2 separate regions of the Mus musculus genome follow, and region 2 is linked to region 1. A link is a contact called in public HiChIP or PLAC-seq data. All regions are on one chromosome and are shown on one strand. The core of a region is the stretch at or near the end of the contact, and the rest is flanking DNA. Distances in the headings are between cores, read along the strand shown.

Region 1 (6,947 bases), core at 1,491-3,990:
CGTTTTGTTTTTTTTTTTTTTTTAAATTCCAAACACCTTATTAAGAATACAGCCAGCCAAAGTCCATGGAGTCTTGTACCATGGTGCTTTTCTATGCATTGGCAGAGCCACAAGTGTGGCAATGCAGTGTACAAAAGTTCTTACCTTCTAATAGATGGTGATTTTTCTTGGACCTTACAACCGGAATGAATGCAACTTGAAGAAATTTAAGATTTAAAACTCCAGTTCTACTGTGTATTCAACTTTATGGTTTAGCATTTTTTTCAAAGAACAATGTAAAAACAAACGTTATTTTCCTTGTATTTCTCTTGTTACCAACTTTTAAAACCTAACATGATGCATTGGTGCAATGATAATTTATTGATACAGTGGTAATTTATGTACTTTTTCAAGGCATGTCCAGAAACTGCCTGAGTGTCATTTGCTGAAAGCATGAAATGCAGAGGCTTAGCATAACCTTCCAAAATGAATATACCATTATGTGTACTGATTGATAAACGGTGATGTCTGTAATCACTTGGAGCCAGTTACCTCATCCTTTTTAAAACTCTGTTAAAGATTTCTGTATACTATACCATTCCTTCCCCATATAATGGGGTTTTCTTGATGTTCCTGAAAATATTGCAAAGGTCTTTCTTAAGACCAGCAATGGAGATACAAAAGCCAACAGACATACACACAGAGTACACAGATAGACACAAACATGGAGACAAAGTCAGACACACAGGAAGTGAGAGATACACAAGGCAGTATTCAGCAAGTTACAGATTTAAATTAACTGAATAGACACACAGGATGGAAGGCTCAGATAAGACGAAGAAGAGAATTCAACTTTGGACTCACAGTTAGTTAAATTACCTCTGAGGGAAAGGGTATTGATTCTTTCCTTAACTCAGATGCATTATTAATTACCAGCGTATTTAATCTGTTCACATATGCAGAATCCATTAACTTGTGACATAATTTTTCTCTCTTTTTTTTTTTTTTGCATAAGCACAATATGGGAAAATATAAAACTCACCACAATGGGTAACAAGTAGCCCTGCATTCTGAAAGGTGTCCATGGGCTCAGAACCCTGTTCTCTAAAGAAAGACCATCAGGTCTGGGCTTGTGCTTCTGAGCTCTCACTTCTATGCTGGCCAGAATCCATTTTAACGAACTCTCACCGTTATCACAAAGTTTTTGAACCTCAGAAGTCACAAAAGAATCCTGGAACTCATTACTTTCATGTAAAGAGTTGACCTCATGCCATATTCTCTAAGGGGACTTTGGTAATTCTTTAGTCTTCTTTTCCCAGCCTATGAAGATATGCATGGGTGTACATAGAGTATTATAGAGCACAGTCAGGGAATCTTCTATGAACAAATGGCTAAATAGTGTAGTATATACTGTAGGTCTTTTTCTATTTCCTTCCTTCCTTCCTTCCTTCCTTCCTTCCTTCCTTCCTTCCTTCCTTCCTTCCTTCCTTCCTTCCTTCTTTCCTTTCTTTATTCTTTCTTTTGACAAAAATCTAGACGCTTATTCAAAGAAATTTTTCTTTATTGCCTCACCCTTCAAGCAGTAAATAATATTGTGCCTAAACCTGACTTCATTTTAATTCATCATTTTCTTTGACTAAGGTATCCAGCTCCTCTACCTTTTGTCCAAGTCTAATAATCTGTCTCTCACACGTTCTCTATGAGATATTATTATTTGCCTTACTGCATTTTCTTTTCAGGCTCTTTTCCTTGTTTATTTCTAAGCACATATTGAACTCAATTTTCATATCCTATGTTGTCCTCCTTTCCTTCAGGCTTTTGCTATTATTCTTTTGCCCACGAATCATTTTGTTCCTGTCCTCTATCAGTTGACATATGTGGCTTACACACTTTGATCTCTTTGATCATGACTCTGGGTTTTCAATTCTTTACCTAGGATATCATGTAAATTGCTCTCCTTATAAGATACATACATAGTTGATAGTTTGAGCAAAAGACATTTTATCTTAGTTTTACTTTGTTTTGGGTATTGAGCATCAGAATTCAGAGGGACTGCTTAATTGTGTGCATTTTTAGACTAGACTCATAATGTGAGAAGTTAGACAGGATCTATTATATCTGAAGGATTCAGAACCCAGGTGCAGTGTCCTACTACATTCAGTTCTGGTCTAGTCTGGCAGTAACCTTGTGGGAAGCTGAGCAGAGTAGATCCTGAGAAGTTGTGTTTCCACAACAGAGTTGGAGGAGTGGTTCCTGATGGGGAGGGTGGGCCTCCTGCATGATTAGATAAGTTTAAGAAAAAGACAAAATAAAAACAAAGAATCAGCCGGGCGTGGTGGCCCACGCCTTTAATCCCAGCACTTGGGAGGCAGAGGCAGTCAGATTTCTGAGTTCGAGGCCAGCCTGGTCTACAAAGTGTGTTCCAGGACAGCCAGGGCTACACAGAGAAACCCTGTCTCAAAAAAACCAAACCAAACCAAAACAAAACAAAACAAAACAAAACAAAACCCCCCAAAGAATCAATCAATCAATCAATCAATCAATCAAAAAATCAATCAATGAATTAAATAAGCAAGCAAGGAGGAAAAAATCCAAACCAACAAAAATTGCTCTGAAGAACTGGGAAGCTAATTAATTAAAAAGTCCTGAAGTAGGTGGGCTTAGAAGAACATCAGGAAGCTGGTGAATATTGGGCGGATTCAGAAGGAGTGGCTCTGAGGAACCAGGAGGAAGTGACAGGAATTTCCGCCATTCCAGCATTCTCAATGTATTTCGCCTGCCTCGTGGTCAGGAAGTCATGGAGGGAGACTAGTGCCTAGTGTTTGCTGAACCTGAAAACTTCCTTAAGGTGCAGTTGCTGTGCTGGCCTCCTAGGATATTCAGCAGCTGGTCCTGTCACCTGCCAGGTCAGAGGAGCTCTTGGGTTGGGAAATGGGTAGGAGCAGGGCAGGCATGTGGAGCAGGGGTGCATTTTCTGCTGCCACCCTTACAATTCTGTTGTGGATATCTTACTATTATCAGGAAGTTTGAGTTCCTGTGAATTGAGTTTATGGTGATGTTTTAATTAATTTTATGGTTGCCAGAATATTTTTCTAAAACAACCCTGTAGATCCTTGGCCCTCTCTGGGCTTTATATACTATACTGGGAGGGTTGTCTTTGCAAAGGCCTTAATAAAGCTCCTCGAATTCAAATTCGTTCATGCTTTCTTAACTCCCCTGTTCCTCCATTTGCCATTTTATTTCCCTTTCTCCAGGGAACTGAGCAGGCATCCCGAGAGAGCTTTGTAGGTATTTGTCATATGGGGACCAGTACAGATTTGATCGAATTAGAAAATATTCCTTATAAAGCACCATCATATGGCTGTAAATATTAACATTAACGAAGCAAAGTTATATTCTCCATTAGCTGAACACAGAGGTATATGCAGTCTTTGATGTAAATACATCATTGAGAAATGTGTCTACATATGCTTTGTTATTAATATCGTACCTTAGGTTTGAATAAAACTTGAAGACAGGATTGCAGCAAGGTACTTGTGAGGAGAAATTTCCTTAAGGAAATGAGGACAACATAGGATATGAAAATTGAATTCAATAGGTGGTTATAAATACAAAAGAAAAGAAAAGAAAAGAAAAGAAAAGAAAAGAAGACCCTGAGAAGAAAATGCAGTAAGGTGAATAATAATCATTCATAGAGAATATGTGTTAGACAGATTATCAGACTTGAAGATATATAGTAGGTTCTGTTAACCCTGAGTGTCCCCAGAGAAAAACCAATTCCACCATGTGGGCCAGCTTTATCAAATAATACATCGTGACCAAGAGGTAGACTTTGGTCACATGCTGAAAGACCCCACCATAAGGCTTAGCAAGCTAGCTGCAGTAACGCCATTTTGCAAGGCATGAAAAAGTACCAGAGCTGAGTTCTCAAAAGTTACAAGGAAGTTCAGTTAAAGATTAACAGTTAAAAATCAAGGCTGAATAATACTAGGACAAGGGCCAAAAAGGGTATATCGGTGGTCAAGCGCCTGGGCCCCGGCTCAGGGCCAAGAACCGATGGTACCCACCTGGGCCCCGGCTCAGGGCCAAGAACAGATGGTACCCAGATAAAGCGGAACCAGCAACAGTTTCTGAAAAAGTCCCACCTCAGTTTCAGGTTCCCCAAATGACCAGGAAATACCCCAAGCCTTGATTTAAACTAACCACTCAGCTCGCTTCTCGCTTCTGTACCCACGCTTTTTGCTCCCCAGCCCCAGCCCTATAAAAAGGGTAAAAACCCCACACTCGGCGCGCCAGTCCTCCGATAGACTGAGTCGCCCGGGTACCCGTGTTCCCAATAAAGCCTCTTGCTGATTACATCCGAATCGTGGTCTCGCTGATCCTTGGGAGGGTCTCCTCAGATTGATTGACCACCCACCTCGGGGGTCTTTCATTTGGAGGTTCCACCGAGATTAGGAGACCCCTGCCCAGGGACCACCGACCCCCGCCGGGAGGTAAGCTGGCCAGCGGTCGTTTCGTGTCTGTCTCTGTCTCCGTGCGTGTTTGTGCCGGCATCTAATGTTTGCGCCTGCGTCTGTACTAGTTGGCTAACTAGATCTGAATCTGGCGGTTCCGTGGAAGAACTGACGAGTTCATATTCCCGGCCGCAGCCCTGGGAGACGTCTCAGAGGCATCGGGGGCCATCTTTGTGGCCCAATCTGTATCTGAGAACCCGACCCGTCTCGGACTCCTTGGAGCCTCTCCTTTGACCGAGGGATACGTGGTTCTGTTGGGCGGCGAGGGGCCGAAACGCTCCTCTCCCCCATCTGAATTTTTGCTTTCGGTTTTCCGCCGAAACCGCGCCGCGCGTCTTGTCTGTCTCTGTGTTGTTTTGTCATTTGTCGGTTCGTTATTGTTTTGGACCGTTTCTAAAAATATGGGACAGACCGTAACCACTCCTTTGAGTCTGACCCTAGAACACTGGGGAGACGTCCAGCGCATTGCGTCCAACCAGTCCGTGGACGTCAAGAAGAGACGTTGGGTCACCTTCTGCTCTGCCGAGTGGCCAACTTTCAATGTGGGGTGGCCGCAAGATGGTACTTTTAATTTGGACATTATTTTACAGGTTAAATCTAAGGTATTCTCTCCCGGTCCCCACGGACACCCGGATCAGGTCCCATACATTGTCACCTGGGAGGCACTTGCCTATGACCCCCCTCCGTGGGTCAAACCGTTTGTCTCTCCAAAACCCCCTCCTTTACCGACAGCTCCCGTCCTCCCGCCCGGTCCTTCTGCGCAACCTCCGTCCCGATCTGCCCTTTACCCTGCCCTTACCCCCTCTATAAAGCCCAAACCTCCTAAGCCCCAGGTTCTCCCTGATAGCGGCGGACCTCTCATTGACCTTCTCACAGAGGACCCCCCGCCGTACGGAGCACAACCTTCCTCCTCTGCCAGAGAAAACAATGAAGAAGAGGCGGCCGCCACCTCCGAGGTTTCCCCCCCTTCTCCCATGGTGTCTCGACTGCGGGGAAGGAGGGACCCTCCCGCAGCGGACTCCACCTCCTCCCAGGCATTCCCACTCCGCATGGGGGGAGATGGCCAGCTTCAGTATTGGCCGTTTTCCTCCTCGGACTTATACAATTGGAAAAATAATAACCCTTCCTTTTCTGAAGATCCAGGTAAATTGACGGCTTTGATTGAGTCCGTCCTCATCACCCACCAGCCCACCTGGGACGACTGTCAGCAGTTGTTAGGGACCCTGCTGACCGGAGAAGAAAAGCAGCGGGTGCTCCTAGAGGCTAGAAAGGCAGTCCGGGGCAATGATGGACGCCCCACTCAGTTGCCTAATGAAGTCAATGCTGCTTTTCCCCTTGAACGCCCCGATTGGGATTACACCACTACAGAAGGTAGGAACCACCTAGTCCTCTATCGCCAGTTGCTCTTAGCGGGTCTCCAAAACGCGGGCAGAAGCCCCACCAATTTGGCCAAGGTAAAAGGGATAACCCAGGGACCTAATGAGTCTCCCTCAGCCTTTTTAGAGAGACTCAAGGAGGCCTATCGCAGGTACACTCCTTATGACCCTGAGGACCCAGGGCAAGAAACCAATGTGTCTATGTCATTCATCTGGCAGTCTGCCCCGGATATCGGGCGAAAGTTAGAGCGGTTAGAAGATTTAAAGAGCAAGACCTTAGGAGATTTAGTGAGGGAAGCTGAAAAGATCTTTAATAAGCGAGAAACCCCGGAAGAAAGAGAGGAACGTATCAGGAGAGAAACAGAGGAAAAAGAAGAACGCCGTAGGGCAGAGGATGAGCAGAGAGAGAAAGAAAGGGACCGCAGGAGACATAGAGAAATGAGCAAGCTCTTGGCCACTGTAGTTAGTGGACAGAGACAGGATAGACAGGGGGGAGAGCGAAGGAGGCCCCAACTTGATAAGGACCAATGCGCCTACTGCAAGGAAAAGGGACACTGGGCTAAGGACTGCCCAAAGAAGCCACGAGGGCCCCGAGGACCGAGGCCCCAGACCTCCCTCCTGACCTTAGGTGACTAGGGAGGTCAGGGTCAGGAGCCCCCCCCGAACCCAGGATAACCCTCAAAGTCGGGGGGCAACCCGTCACCTTCCTGGTAGATACTGGGGCCCAACACTCCGTGCTGACCCAAAATCCTGGACCCCTAAGTGACAAGTCTGCCTGGGTCCAAGGGGCTACTGGAGGGAAGCGGTATCGCTGGACCACGGATCGCAAAGTACATCTAGCTACCGGTAAGGTCACCCACTCTTTCCTCCATGTACCAGACTGCCCCTATCCTCTGCTAGGAAGAGACTTGCTGACTAAACTCAAAGCCCAGATCCACTTCGAGGGATCAGGAGCTCAGGTTGTGGGACCGATGGGACAGCCCCTGCAAGTGCTGACCCTAAACATAGAGGATGAGTATCGGCTACATGAGACCTCAACAGAGCCGGATGTTTCTCTAGGGTCCACCTGGCTTTCTGA
Region 2 (6,947 bases), core at 1,170-3,669, 910 kb after region 1:
GCTAACTAATTTGTCTACCTGGGCCAGGTTTGCACAAGGCCCAGACCTTCAGGTACAGAATTTAGTATTAAATACATAGTAACAGACCAAACCTCAAGAGAGAGCAGGAGAGCTGATTCTGCCCCTTGCCAGCTGCAGCACGGGGTGAGCTGGCCAGGGCAGTGCTGGAGAGCTCACCCTGGTGGTGTGGGTGCAGGAGAGCTGGCAGGCTGACTAACTCAGCTATCCCCTAGGTTCAGATCCAGGGCTTTGAGTTGGGCCACTCCAACATCTACCTCACCTCTGAACTGCTGGAGCTTGTGAAAGGGCTGGTCCTGTAGATCAAAGCTGTAGCTTACACAATGAGATGTTTTCTGTGCTGTATTTATTATTATTATTATTATTTTATTTTATTTAAGGGAGGAGGTTGCAAGGGTAGAAAGCAGATATGAAGAGATGAGATGAGTGGAATTGGGGTACATGATGAAATTCACAAAGAATCAACAAAAAGTTTTTAAAAACAATAATAATATATTTGGAAATGTTAAATGTTTCATAAACCTTAAAATGCTTATTGTTTTAAAATAATAACATTTTTAAAAACTTTAAAAAAAAGAAGTGGGAGAAAAGAAAAAATAACATTTGTTGGGTCAAGATTTCATTAAGCTATAAAAGTTAATGTCATATACATAAAATTGATCAGGATTTCCTTCCAAAACAGAAGCTAAATATACATACTATTTCATCTCATATATATATATATATATATATATATATATATATATATATATATAATAACATAAAATTCATATTATTTCTTCAAAATACTCTTGTTTATTTTTTAAGTCTAAGTTTGTTTAATGAATGCTACAACGTTGAGCCAGAGGATTCTCCCTCCCATCTGTCTATGCTTTTGACCATTATACGCAGCTATCTTGCTTGAGGACATTGTGGCAGTTTTGCATAATTCATAAATTGTTTTGATGGTTATCCCAGTGGTGACTTATCTTATTTCTTTTTTTTTTAAGATTTACTTATGTATTATATGTAAGTACACTGTAGCTGTCTTTGGACACTCCAAAAGAGGGTATCAGATCTCATTATGGATGGTTGTGAGCCACCATGTGGTTGCTGGGATTTGAACTCAGGATCTTTGGAAGAGCAGTTAGAGCGCTTAACTGTTGAGCCATCTCACCAGCCACCCTTATTGTTTCTTTAACGTTCTAAGTCACTTTCCTACATATAATATAAAAAGAATAATTGAGTAGGCCACACTATTCTTAGTATAAAACTGTTAAGTGTATTTATGTTTGTATGTATGTGTTTTTGTTTGCTTGTTTGTTTGTTTTTGTACTGGGCCATCTATAAATTAATAGATTTACATGTTTACTGAAGATCTCTATTTTGTTTCCTTTTCACAATGAGGATTATAGGAAATGTAATACAAACAAATAATAATGTTGAAAATTTTTTCTTTCTTTTTTTGTGGTTTTGATTTTTTTTTTTTTTTTTGAGATAGTTTCTGGGACTCTGCCTTCTGGGTGCTGTAATTAGAAACCATGCACCATGGCTGACCACCCAGCTATTAAATGTCTATTATGTATGAATATATATATGGTTATATGTTTTATTGTTGTTTTCATAATACATGTCGACATAAAAGCCAGAGTACTCGTCTTAAAGGGACCATATCTTAAAGGGAGATGATTAATATGAGTTTTTATTTTTATTTTTTTTTGCAATTTGGTCAACAAATATTGAGTACTGTGCCCTTGCCTCGTAGCTCTATGTCAAAATATGGCTCTATGTCAAAATACATGATAAACAAAACAGCAATCGGCCTTGGGCAAGGAGTTTCTAAAACAGCTCCGCTGCATGGTTCTATTTTGCCGGTTTTTTTTTTTTTAATCCACCTATTGATTTTGAGGATTATATTCTAGCCTAAGGAATCGATTTAGACCCAAATAGTTGGTTCTGATCTAACGACAGCAAAGTCTAGGCGCCACTGGGGCACTGTTGTATCTCCTAACAGCTAATCCCAAATAAAGACTCCAGGTGTTTGGGTCCAAGCTGACTCCCTCCCCCCTCCCTCCCCCCCCCACCCCCCACCCCCCATGGTAAACTTCCTAAGGTTGACTGGGGTCCTTGGATGGAGAACCTCCAAACGAATGGACAGCATATCCACCAGAGGGTGCTGTGAGGACAGGTCTGTGGTGGGAGGGGAGCTCGCCCAGTGACCCTCAAACCCAGGTAGGCTTTATTAGTTGGTTTTTCTTTCTTCTTCATGTTTCCTTCCTACCCGCTAAAACCGTCGTTACCCCTCCCCCCACTCAGGGTCTCGTTTTGAAGATAGTGATTCGACTTTCGCCGCGACTACAGCAGAGCTGTGTTCCAGAGGAAGTGTTATCTCTGTCGCGGCTGGAGACGTCCTGTCCCTGGACCGCCCGGGGCGCAGGCGGTGGGTGGGTGGGGACCTCCGAGGCCGCAGCTCGCCGTTGCGCCGCAGGGGCCGCGAAAGGGTTAACCCGGCGGGGGGGGGGGGTGCGAGAGGAGGGAGGGGGCGCGGGCCGCGCGTGCGCTCTGCCGCCCTCCATTGTCTCCACAGCGGCGAGGAGCGCCGGCGAACGCAGCCCGGGACGGAGCAGGGCGGCGCGGCTGGCTGGCGGGGCCGGCGGCGGCTGGAGCCGGAGCACGACGCCACGCGACCGCGGCTTCCAGAGCTCCGCCTGGCTACCCCACCGCCGCGAGCCCTCCCGAAGCCTGGAGGAGTGAGGGCCGCCGGCGCGGGCTGTGGAGTCCTGAGACGGGGGACGCGAACGGCGCGGCGCCTCCCTCCCTTCGCTGCGGCTCCTTAGGCTCCTGAGCCCGGGGGGCGGCCTGTGGCGCGAGGCGCCGGCTCTGGACCCCGCTTCTTCGGACCTGGGCTCCGGAGCCTCGCTGGCGGATGCTCTACCTCTGCACATCGCACCCAGGTGGTTCAGCTCGCACCTAATATGAGTTTTTAAATAAAACATTTTCAAATCTGCTTTTAGGGTAAGATATACATACTCCCACTGTACTGGTCTAGATGCTATCTCTTTGATCCTTATCCCACTTCTGGCCTGTATTGCTTGAGGATATACATTAACTTGTCCCATATTTCTTGAGGACCTACATTAACTTTAAGAGATGGTTGCACCTTCTGTAGGATATGATCTTCCTGTGCACTCCCTTGAAATACTAAACTCTATTCCAAAGATTAAAAGGATGATTTATGCCTGTGCTTTCGTATACATATCACATATATGGCAATAGACATATGAATATGAACGCTTTGAAGATGTTTATGTGATTTTCTTACTACTTCTGCCTCTTTAAAGTCAAACGAATGCGCTTTTCAAGAACTATGTAAGAGATAACTCTAAATAACTTTTTAAATTATTATTTAAGAACCTACTTTAAGGCTTATACAGATATTTTAGAGTTTACAGATGATTAATATATTGCAACATAATGATATATTTTTAAAAATTAGTTATCCTTGTTATTAGCTTAAAAATGAATAATTAAGTCAAACTCTATCCTGATCTGGATGTCTTATCATATTTTGTTACCTCTTAAGTACAATAAAAGTAAATGCTGTTTCTAACAACAAAACTCCATGTCCTCTTACACTGCATAATGGCTTAAATTTTAACACATACTTAATTTAAATTTGGTCACAAAACTACTAATGTATTTTAACTACTTATAACAGATATCTAAAACACTATGTTTTATGTGTTTTAGATAAAGCCTCTTGGTCTTCCATTTTTAATTAACTCATTAAAATTGTTTTCTAAATTTCATGATAACAAGAAGAATGAAGTATATTGTAAAAAATTATTTAAACTGGATATATTTGTTAATAAGTTAAAAATAATAAAGAGTTTCTGGTTTCCATCTGCTCCTGGAGCTGACCCTGTGCCACAGCTCTCCAAACCCAAATTCCTCTGGGAGAAAGCTGGTCTTCCAGGAGTGCTGACACACCTGAGAGCACAGGTAAGACCACCACTTCTGCTCAAATACCCAGCCCAAGAGGACCCTCCTAGAGCCCTCAGGACACAGGAACCAAGAAGCAGCCTGGGACCAGATCCTTCTAGAATCTATCTGCACTCGGAGCTGACCTTGTGCCACAGCTCTCCATACCCAAATCCCACCATAAGAGAACTGGTCTCCCAAGAGTGCTGACACACAGGCTTACAGGAGGGACAAGCCACAGTCAGAGACAGAAAGACCAGAAAACACCACAGAAAACCAGATGGCAAGAGGCAGGCACAAGAATATAAGCAACAGAAACCAAGGCTACTTGGCATCATTAGAACCCAGTTCTCCCACTACAGCAAGCCTTGGATACCCCAACACACAGGAAAAGCAAGACTCTGTTTAAAATCACATCTCATGATGATGATAAAGGAATTTAAGAAGAACATAAATAACTCTCTTAAAGAAATACAGGAGAACTCGGATAAACAGCTAGAAACCCTTCAAGAGGAAACATAAAAATCCCTTAAGGAATTACAGGAAAATACAACCAAACAAGCAAAGGATTGAACAAACTCATCCAGATTCTAAAAATGGAAGTAGAAACAATAAAGAAATCACAAAGGAAGACAAACTTGGAGACAAAAAACCTAGGAAAGAGATCAGGAGTCATAGATGCAAGCATCACCAATAGAATAAAAGAGATAGAAGAGAGAGACTCTCAGGTGCAGAAGATACCACAGAAAACATGGACACAACAGTCAGAGACAATGCAAAAAGCAAAAAGCTCCTAACCAAAGGAAAACAAAACAAAAACAAAAAAACAAACAAACAAACAAAAAACCCCAGGAAATACAGGATATAATGAGAAGACCAATGTTAGGGATAATAGGTATAGAAGAGAGTGAAGATTCCCAACATAAAGGGGCAGTAAATATCTTCAACAACATTATAGAAGAAAATTTCCATAACTTAAAGAAAGAGATACCCATGAACATACAAGAAGTCTACAGAACTCCAAATAGGTTGGACCAGAAAAGAAATTCCTCCTGGCACTTGATAGTCAAAACACAAAATGCACAAAACAAAGAAAGAATATTAAAAGCAGTAAGGGAACAAGGTCAAATAACATATAAAGGCAGACCTATCAGAATTGCACCAGACTTCTCACCAGACTATGAAACTAGAAGATCCTGGGCCAATGTCATACAAACGCTAAGAGAACAACAATGCCAGCCCAGGCTACTATAGCCACCAAAAATCTCAATTATCATAGATGGAGAAACCAAGATACTCCAAGACAAAACCAAATTTACATAATATCTCTCCACAAATCCAGCCCTACAACAGGTAAAAGATGAAAAACTCCAACACAAGAAGGGAAACTCTACCCTAGAAATAGCAAGAAAGTAATCTTTCAACAAACCCAAAAGAAGTTAACCATACAAACATAATTCTACCTCTATCAACAAAAACAACTGGTAGCAACAATCACCACTCCTTAATATCTCTTAACATCAATGACTCCATTCCCCAATAAAAAGACTCAGACTGGTTACTCCTCCAGAGAGCCAAATAACCCTATTTTTTAAAAAATGGGGAATAGAACTAAACAGAGAATTCTCAACTGAGGAAACATGAATGGCTGAGAAGCACCTAAAGAAATGTTCAACATCAGTAATCATCAGGCTTATGTAAATCAAAACAACTCACCTCACACCAGTCAGAATGGCTAAGATGAAAAACTCAAGTGACAGCAGATGCAGGCGAGGATGTGGAGAAAGAGGAACACTCCTCCGTTGCTGCTGGGATTGCAAGCTGGTACAACCACTCTGGATATCAGTCTGGAAGTTCCTCAGAAAATTGGACATAGTGCTACCTGAGGACCCAGCTATACCACTCATGGGCATATATTCAGAATATGCTCCAAGGTTTAATAAGGACACATGCTCTACTATGTTCATAGCAGCCATATTTATAATAACCAGCAGCTGAAAACAACCTAGATGTCCCTAAACAGAGGAATGGATACAAAAAATATGGTCCATTTATACAATGGAGTACTACTCAGCTATGAAAAGCAATGTCTTCACAGAATTAACAGGCAAATGGATAGATCTAGAAAATATAATCCTGAGTGAGGTAACTCAGTCACAAAAGAACACACATGGTATCTACTCACTGATAAGTGGATATTAGGCAAAGATTGTGGAATACCTATGATACAACTCACATGAAGTTCAAGAGGAGGGAAGACCAAAGAGTGGATGCTTCAGTCCTATTTAGAAGAAGGAACAATATAATCAAGGGACATAGAGAGTGGGAAGAACTTGGGAGGAAGAGAAGAGAGGGAGGGGGAAAGAGGTGAAGAATCAAGTATGGGAGGAGATGGAGAAGATGTACAGAGGGTCAGGAAATTGAACAGAAGTATGTAGCAATGGGGAGTGGGGAACTGGGGTTTAGCAACTAGAAAGTTCCAGATGCCAGGGAAGCAAGAGCCTCCCAAAACCCCAAGGGAATGATTTTAGGTGAAATACCCCACAAAGGAGAGGGAGAACCTGTAGGTCGAAACCATATCCAGAGGTTAGGCAAGCCCCCCCCACCCCCCCACCCCCCCGGTTGAGTGATGGGGCCACCCACCTATCTGCAAAATTTTAATCCAGAATTGCTCCTGTCTAAAGGAAATACAGGCACAAAGAGCAGAACAGAGACTAAAGGAAAGGCCATCCAGAGGCGGCCCCACCTGGGGATCCATCCCACATGCAGACAACAAACCCAGACACTATTGCTGATGCCAAGAAGAGCTTGCTGACAGGAGCCTGATACAACAATCTCCTGAGAGGCTCTGCCAGATCATGACCAATAGAGATGCGGATGCTTGCAGTCAACCATCGAACTGAACACAGGGACCCCAATGGAGGAGTTAGGGAAAGGACTGAAGGAGCTGAAGGGACTTTATCTGACAT

Evidence for each region. HiChIP or PLAC-seq counts read pairs in DNA pulled down with a chosen protein or histone mark.
Region 2: an H3K4me3 HiChIP or PLAC-seq map of embryonic stem cells shows a contact between it and region 1, with 11 times the contacts expected there. The contact joins the enhancer-like site here to the promoter of Zfp981 in region 1. A contact is called at or near these places in 1 of 15 datasets of contacts at CTCF or cohesin (large pre-B cells), 1 of 484 Hi-C or Micro-C datasets (bone marrow-derived macrophages) and 12 of 115 datasets of contacts at active chromatin or transcription factors (acute myeloid leukemia, bone marrow-derived dendritic cells, embryonic limb bud and 4 more).

Annotation. Positions count from the first base shown.
Region 1 is chr4:146,499,260-146,506,206 of GRCm38.p6, forward strand. It overlaps Zfp981 (zinc finger protein 981), which reads left to right and starts at 2,741. Exons shown (of 5, transcript NM_001243138.1): 1 at 2,741-2,885. It also overlaps the pseudogene Vmn2r-ps16.
Region 2 is chr4:147,404,627-147,411,573 of GRCm38.p6, forward strand. No RefSeq gene overlaps it. Among named protein-coding and RNA genes, the nearest start is that of Gm46898, 3.6 kb to the right of the region's middle. Within about 2 kb of position 2,420, at least 77 of the 459 cell types and tissues checked have an H3K27ac peak or open chromatin away from gene starts, as enhancers often do. A contact at or near this core is called in embryonic stem cells, expanded potential stem cells, neural tube and 1 more, where this site is marked.